Regions from separate parts of the Anas platyrhynchos genome. Here region 2 is linked to region 1. The links are chromatin contacts, called in public Hi-C maps. All regions are on one chromosome and are shown on one strand. Each heading gives the region's core, a stretch centred on a gene start, on an enhancer-like site or on the middle of the called end of the contact. The rest is flanking DNA. Distances are from core to core; before and after follow the strand shown. Region 1 has its middle 56 kb from the start of SLCO1C1. Region 2 holds the start of FAR2 (fatty acyl-CoA reductase 2).

What was found. Hi-C and Micro-C count contacts between places; a contact is called where the count stands out from the background.
Region 2: a Hi-C map of skeletal muscle shows a contact between it and region 1, with 1.7 times the contacts expected there. The contact joins the promoter of FAR2 here to the enhancer-like site in region 1. A contact is called at or near these places in 2 of 8 Hi-C or Micro-C datasets (skeletal muscle and subcutaneous adipose tissue).

The regions. Positions count from the first base shown.
Region 1 is chr1:68,803,345-68,806,168 of IASCAAS_PekinDuck_T2T, forward strand. No RefSeq gene overlaps it. Among named protein-coding and RNA genes, the nearest start is that of SLCO1C1, 56 kb to the left of the region's middle. Within about 2 kb of position 1,472, at least 3 of the 8 cell types and tissues checked have an H3K27ac peak or open chromatin away from gene starts, as enhancers often do.
Region 2 is chr1:68,971,439-68,974,262 of IASCAAS_PekinDuck_T2T, forward strand. FAR2 (fatty acyl-CoA reductase 2) reads right to left here and starts at 1,381. Exons shown (of 14, transcript XM_038186108.2): 1 at 1,227-1,381; 2 at 758-1,085. LOC106016238 (a long non-coding RNA gene) reads left to right here and starts at 1,561. Exons shown (of 3, transcript XR_011806654.1): 1 at 1,561-1,653; 2 at 2,290-2,343; 3 at 2,485-2,745.

The DNA of each region.
Region 1 (2,824 bases), core at 222-2,721:
AAATCCTGTCCCACTCAGTGCCTCATTGACATACGTCATTAGGAGGTCATATACAGTGAGTTTACTGTTGAAACATCATTTCAGCATCTTTCTTAAGGATGAGTTCAGTCTTTAAAATAAATAATAAATACCTGACCCACTCTTGAGAAGTCTGCTGCTTACCAGGGCTCGTATCAGAGCTGTCACCAACACAATACCAAGCGTGGTACAGCCTAATGACTATTAGCCACTCTCCAGAGAGTAAGTCAGCTTAATCAGGGGCCCAACTCAAATACCTCTATGCTAATGCACTTAGCATGAGGAATAAACAAGAGGATTTAGAGATGTATGCACGTTATAGGGCTGTGGCCTCATTGATGTTACAGAGACATGGTGGGAAGGCTCCCATGACTGGAGTGTTGGAATGGAAGGATGCAGGCTCTTCAGCAAGGACAGGCAGGGAAGATGAGGAGGGGGCATCACTTTCTAAGTCAGTGAGCACCTGGAGTGCATGGAGCTCTGGTTGGGGATGGGTGAGGAGCAGACAGAGAGCAATCCTTATGGGCAAGGATTAAAGGGAAGGTAGGGACAGTGACATTACAGTGGAGGTCTGCTACAGGCCACCTGACCAGGAAGAATGAGCGGCTGAGTCCCTCTGTAGACAGATAGAAATAGCTCGTGTTCACAAACCCTGGTTCTCATGGGGGCCTTGAATCACCCTGGTATCTGTTGGAGGGACAGCACAGCAGGGCATAGGCAATCCAGGAGATTCCTGGAATGCACTGATGGTAACTTCTTTCTCCAAGTGTGTCCTGGTTTCAGTTAGCACAGAATTAATTTTCTTCCTAGTAGCTGGTGGAATGCTGTGTTTTGGCTTAGGATGAGAAGAGTGCTGATAACACCCTGATGCTTTAATTGTTGCAGAGCAGTGCTTATACTAAGCCAAGGACATCTCAGCCTTTTGCTCTGTCCTGCCAACGGGCAGGCTGGGGGTGCAGTAAGAGCTGGGAGGGGACAGACCCAGGACAGGTGACCCAAACTAGCCAAAGGGGTATTCCATACCATCTGACGTCATGCTAAACAATATATAGGGGTGGCTAGCCGGGGGGAGGGGGCCGGACTGCTCGGGGTTAGGCTGGGCATCGGTCAGCGAGTGGTGAGCAATTGCATTGTGCATCACTTGTTTGTACATACTATTATTACTTTCCTATTATCACCATTGTATTATTATTGTTATTATTTTATTATTATTTTGTTATTATTATTTTCCTGTCTTATTAAACTGTCTTTATCTCAACTCACGGGCTTCACTTTCCATTTCTCTCCCCCGTCCCAGAGAGGGAGGGGGGAGGGTGAGCGAACGGCTGCGTGGTGTTTAGCTGCCGGCCGGGTTAAACCACGACACAAGTGACAGAGGATACGATAAAGAGAGGTGCTATGTTTGACCTCATTCTCCTTGTTGAGGAGGAGTTGGTGGGGAATGTAATGGTCAAGGGCAGCCTTGGCTGCAGTGACCATGAAATCATGGATGCTAAGGGCAGCAAGGAAGGCACACGACAAGTTCACTACGCTGCACTTTGAGAGTAGACTTTGGCCTCTTCAGGGATCTTCGTGGTGGAATATCATGGGGCAAAGCCCTGGAAGGAAGAGGGGCCCAGGAAAGCTGGTTAATATTCAGGGATCACCTCCTCCAAGATCAGAAGCAATGCAGCCCAACAAAGAGGAAATCTGGCAAAAACACCAGGAGGCCTGTATGGAAGAACAAGGAGCTCCTGGCCAAATTCAAGCAGAAACAGGAGGCCTACAGACAGTGGAAGCAAGGGCAGGTATTCTGGGAGGCATGTAAGGATATCTTACTGAGATTTCCACCTACAGGTAATAAAAGGCTGTTTGCCTTGCATCTTCACATATGATATATGGGCAAGGTTTAATCCCACCTGATGAGCCATCTACCACATATTACCATCTTAAAATAATTTCCATGTTCAGACAGATTTTTTTTTCCTGCTATCTTTATAATACTCAACTACTATAATTTTATCCAGTATTTTATTACGTTTTTCAGTAATTAATGTTTGTAAGTAATATTCAAATTTTAGTTCTTTGAAATAGTTTTTGTTGTTTCTGTCCTTTTTCTAAAACTTGTTCCTTAAACAACTTTGGTTCTGAATTCATGTTGGTGATTTAGTATAATTAGTAGAATTAGTGCCCAGGTGAGGACCTGTCCTTCCATCTTTGCTAGGCCGGGGATGTAAAGATTGTTCCACTTGTTTAGCTGAATAAGAAAATGTGGACTTCATGGATAAATCATGTAACTGACTCTCTTTGCTAGGAGGAATGGGTTGTAATATTATTGTGTTGTAACAAAATGAATTTTTGTTCTCTGCAAGGTAAATGGTTCTTATATATATATGATAGATTAAATGTAATTTTTACACTACTAAATTTATGAAAAAATAGCAGCACAACTGTGGGCAGAAAAAGAGGGGAATGTGATAATCTGTTGTAGTGATGACTGAACTGAGTCAGACTAGTTAATCTTACAGTTTGTAGAAGTTTTACCAGAGAAATGTGGGGTCAGAATGAGTAGTTCCTGCTATGAATATTTGATTTTTAATTTGGAATCATAGAATGATAATATATATTCTGTAGGCTAAAAGATGTTATAGAACACAATTAACATTCTTGCAGTTGTGCCTTATAAAGGCCTAAAGGTTTAGGTTACTAAAATTCACTGTGCTGAAGGTAATTCCACTCTTATATAAGAATATACTTTTTTAATTGTTTCATTTTAGAATGATAAATATGTGAACATCCATGAAAATATGTATCACAGAATCACAGA
Region 2 (2,824 bases), core at 131-2,630, 170 kb after region 1:
GCAAAGCAGCGCAGGGACCTCTCACGGCGCTCCTCATTCATAGGGCTGCACTCCACCTTTAACTTTCCCAGGAAGAAGCGGGGGCATCAGCTGGGCAGGGACGGGCCAGTGCCGCCGTTTCTCCCCAGGGCATCGCCCGTCGCTGGGGGCCTCGCTCCCAGCCCGGCCCGGCCCCCCCCAGAGCCCCGGAGCTGCAGGCGGCCCGGCCCCGCCGCCCTCCCCGCTTCCTGAGCAACACCATCCATCCGCAGCCTGGCCTCCTCGTCCTCTCCCCCACCTCATTTCTTTTTCTTATCTTTGTTATTATTATTTTTGCTTCTTCCCCATGCCCCGCGGCGGGTCGTTACCTTCAATTACCGCCCTTCCCACCAATTCGCGCCTCCAGACCGCTGCCCCCACCTCCCTTAGCACGCAAGCAACTCCCGGTGAAGGAAGAGGAGAGAGGAGAAAAGAAAAAAAAAAAAAAAAAAAAAAAAACGGAAAAGAAAAAATACAAACCTCTCCTCCCCTTCTGGGTTTGATACTATATATCCGGCCGGGGGAGGGAGGAGCAGCGCGTCTGCTTTGCCTTTCCTTTCGGAGCCCACTGGGGATGCGGAGCGGCTCAGCCCACGGGGGCCCCACTGCAGCGGGAACCGCCGGGAGGAAGCAGCAACTGGAGCCGCGTTTTGTAGTGCCGTAGGGCACCCGAGCAAACCGCAACAGTCCTCAAAGGGCAGGCGAGAAAAGGCTCCCACCCGCAGCCCCCTCTCCTTACCAGGATCCTGGGGCTGCGCTGCCGGCTCCGCCGCCTCCGCGCAAACCCGGGACGCTGCAGGGCGAGCGAGCTGCGGCGGCTCCTCAGCGCCTCCCCGAGCCCCTGCCCTGCCCTCGTCGTCCTCCCTACCCGCCTGGCACCGGCAGGGAGCGGGCGGTCGTGATTTGCGGAAGGCAGGGCTGGGCTGCGGCCCCCGCACGGGAGGGGAAGGGGAGGAAGCCGAAGGCTTCACAAATCCATGGCGAAGGGGCAGGGCAAGTGGTCCCCAGGCTTTCCTTCGAGGGTATTGCACCTCCTTCCCTCGTCGCTTTAAAGTCAGTACGTTCGGCTGTGTTTTTAAAATGATGAGGAAGAATGTTGCACAGAGGGATAGCTATAAAATCAGCACATTAACTACACAATTCGTGTAGTTAAAACACGTTTAAAAGCCGTTTGGGCTTTTAAAAACAAAGACCAAAACACAACATACCTACTCAGCCATGAATCCTGTTCTCGCTTCAACTACTGAAGATACACCTCCAGAAAGATCTTTTCAACCCAAGGGATAAACTAGCGAGAAGTGATGCTTTTATATCACTTATCACACAGTATGTAAAAGCATTAATTATTTTTACAAGATTGATTTCATCTAATTACTATCTTCAACTTATTAGCAGTGAAAAAAGCCCCAGAGAGGTTAGGCAAGATGCTTATTGATGAGTAAATTAGTATCACAGCAGATCTCCAAACACAAAGGAATTAGGTGCTATGCCCGCAGCTGCAGTTCATTGGTACCAACCTTCATCCTTTAGATGATTAAAGGCTGCAGGTGGCTGACATTTCCATGAGAGCTTCCCAAGCATGTGTTTGTGTACCTTGGCACTAGTAATTAAGCCCTAGGACTAGCTCCAAAGCAGGTAGGCTTTCATGCTTTCACCTTATTCTCCTCCATGTTCTTACGATACACATCCCTCTACTCCAAATGCAATATTGTGCTGTAACCTGTGCATAGGGCTAAATATCCTGGTTGTCCAAAACAAAAGATCTGCATCAACAGCTTTCCACACCACACTTGCAGAGCTGCTGCAGGGTTATCTGTGTGGGGTCAGATAGAGCTGTTCAGGGAATTCATTTTATGAAAAAGCATATGATGCAGGGTACATTGACAGCATCCCTTATATAGATGGAAGATAGACTGCTGCTTGCATAAATAACTAGGTGCTATCTCAGTAGCTTCCACAGAAGACTGGAAGCTCTGTTTTGTCTGTTTTGCTTTTTTTTTTTTTTTTTTTTTTTCCCCTCTCTCCTTGAAAGGAAAAAGAACCTACAAATTACATCAAAGAATTTCGGGATTAATTTATCAGAAATGTAGTGGGAGGGACCTTCCAAGGAAAGCAAGGTAAGAAACTACCAGAAGTGGTTCTTACCCAAGGAAGTCACAGCTCTTTGCAGAAAGTGACTGATGGTATCTCAGATAACTCTGGGTAAATAGAGTTTTGGTTGCCTACATACTTCTCTGGCATATTCTTTAACATAAACATCTGCTTCAACAGACTGGACAGACCTCTGCCTAATTGAAAAATATGTGGCACCAAAATGAGGAACAGGTAGGCGAATGTGAATTAATATATAGGCAATCTGAAGTGGCTTTGTTGAAAGAGTTATCTAGGAGTCTGGAAAAATAACCATAAGGAAAGTTTCTGAGAAGCACAGAATTAGAGACAACTGTCATTTGTTTTGTCTTTCAGATTACTGAACAGAGAGCTTGATAAGCATCATTTTTGCAGAAACCGTATCAAGAGGCGTTACATGGGAGACAAAGTACTTTCAAATCTACAAACTTAGAAGATCCTTTGTGAACTTGGGAAAAATTGAGCAGGCTTGATGAACTGTTCACAACTAAAAGCCAGTTATAATATTGAATAGGTACCATGTTAGGGACAGTTCATGACAGATTCCAAGAAATCTCTAGGAAAAATAAAATAAAAATGAGGGGGTAATGTAATTGAGGAGATGAAAAAATCCTTAATCATTATTGCAGTGCTAACCTGAGACAGCCACCCTTTGAACCAGTGAACTGAAGGTTGC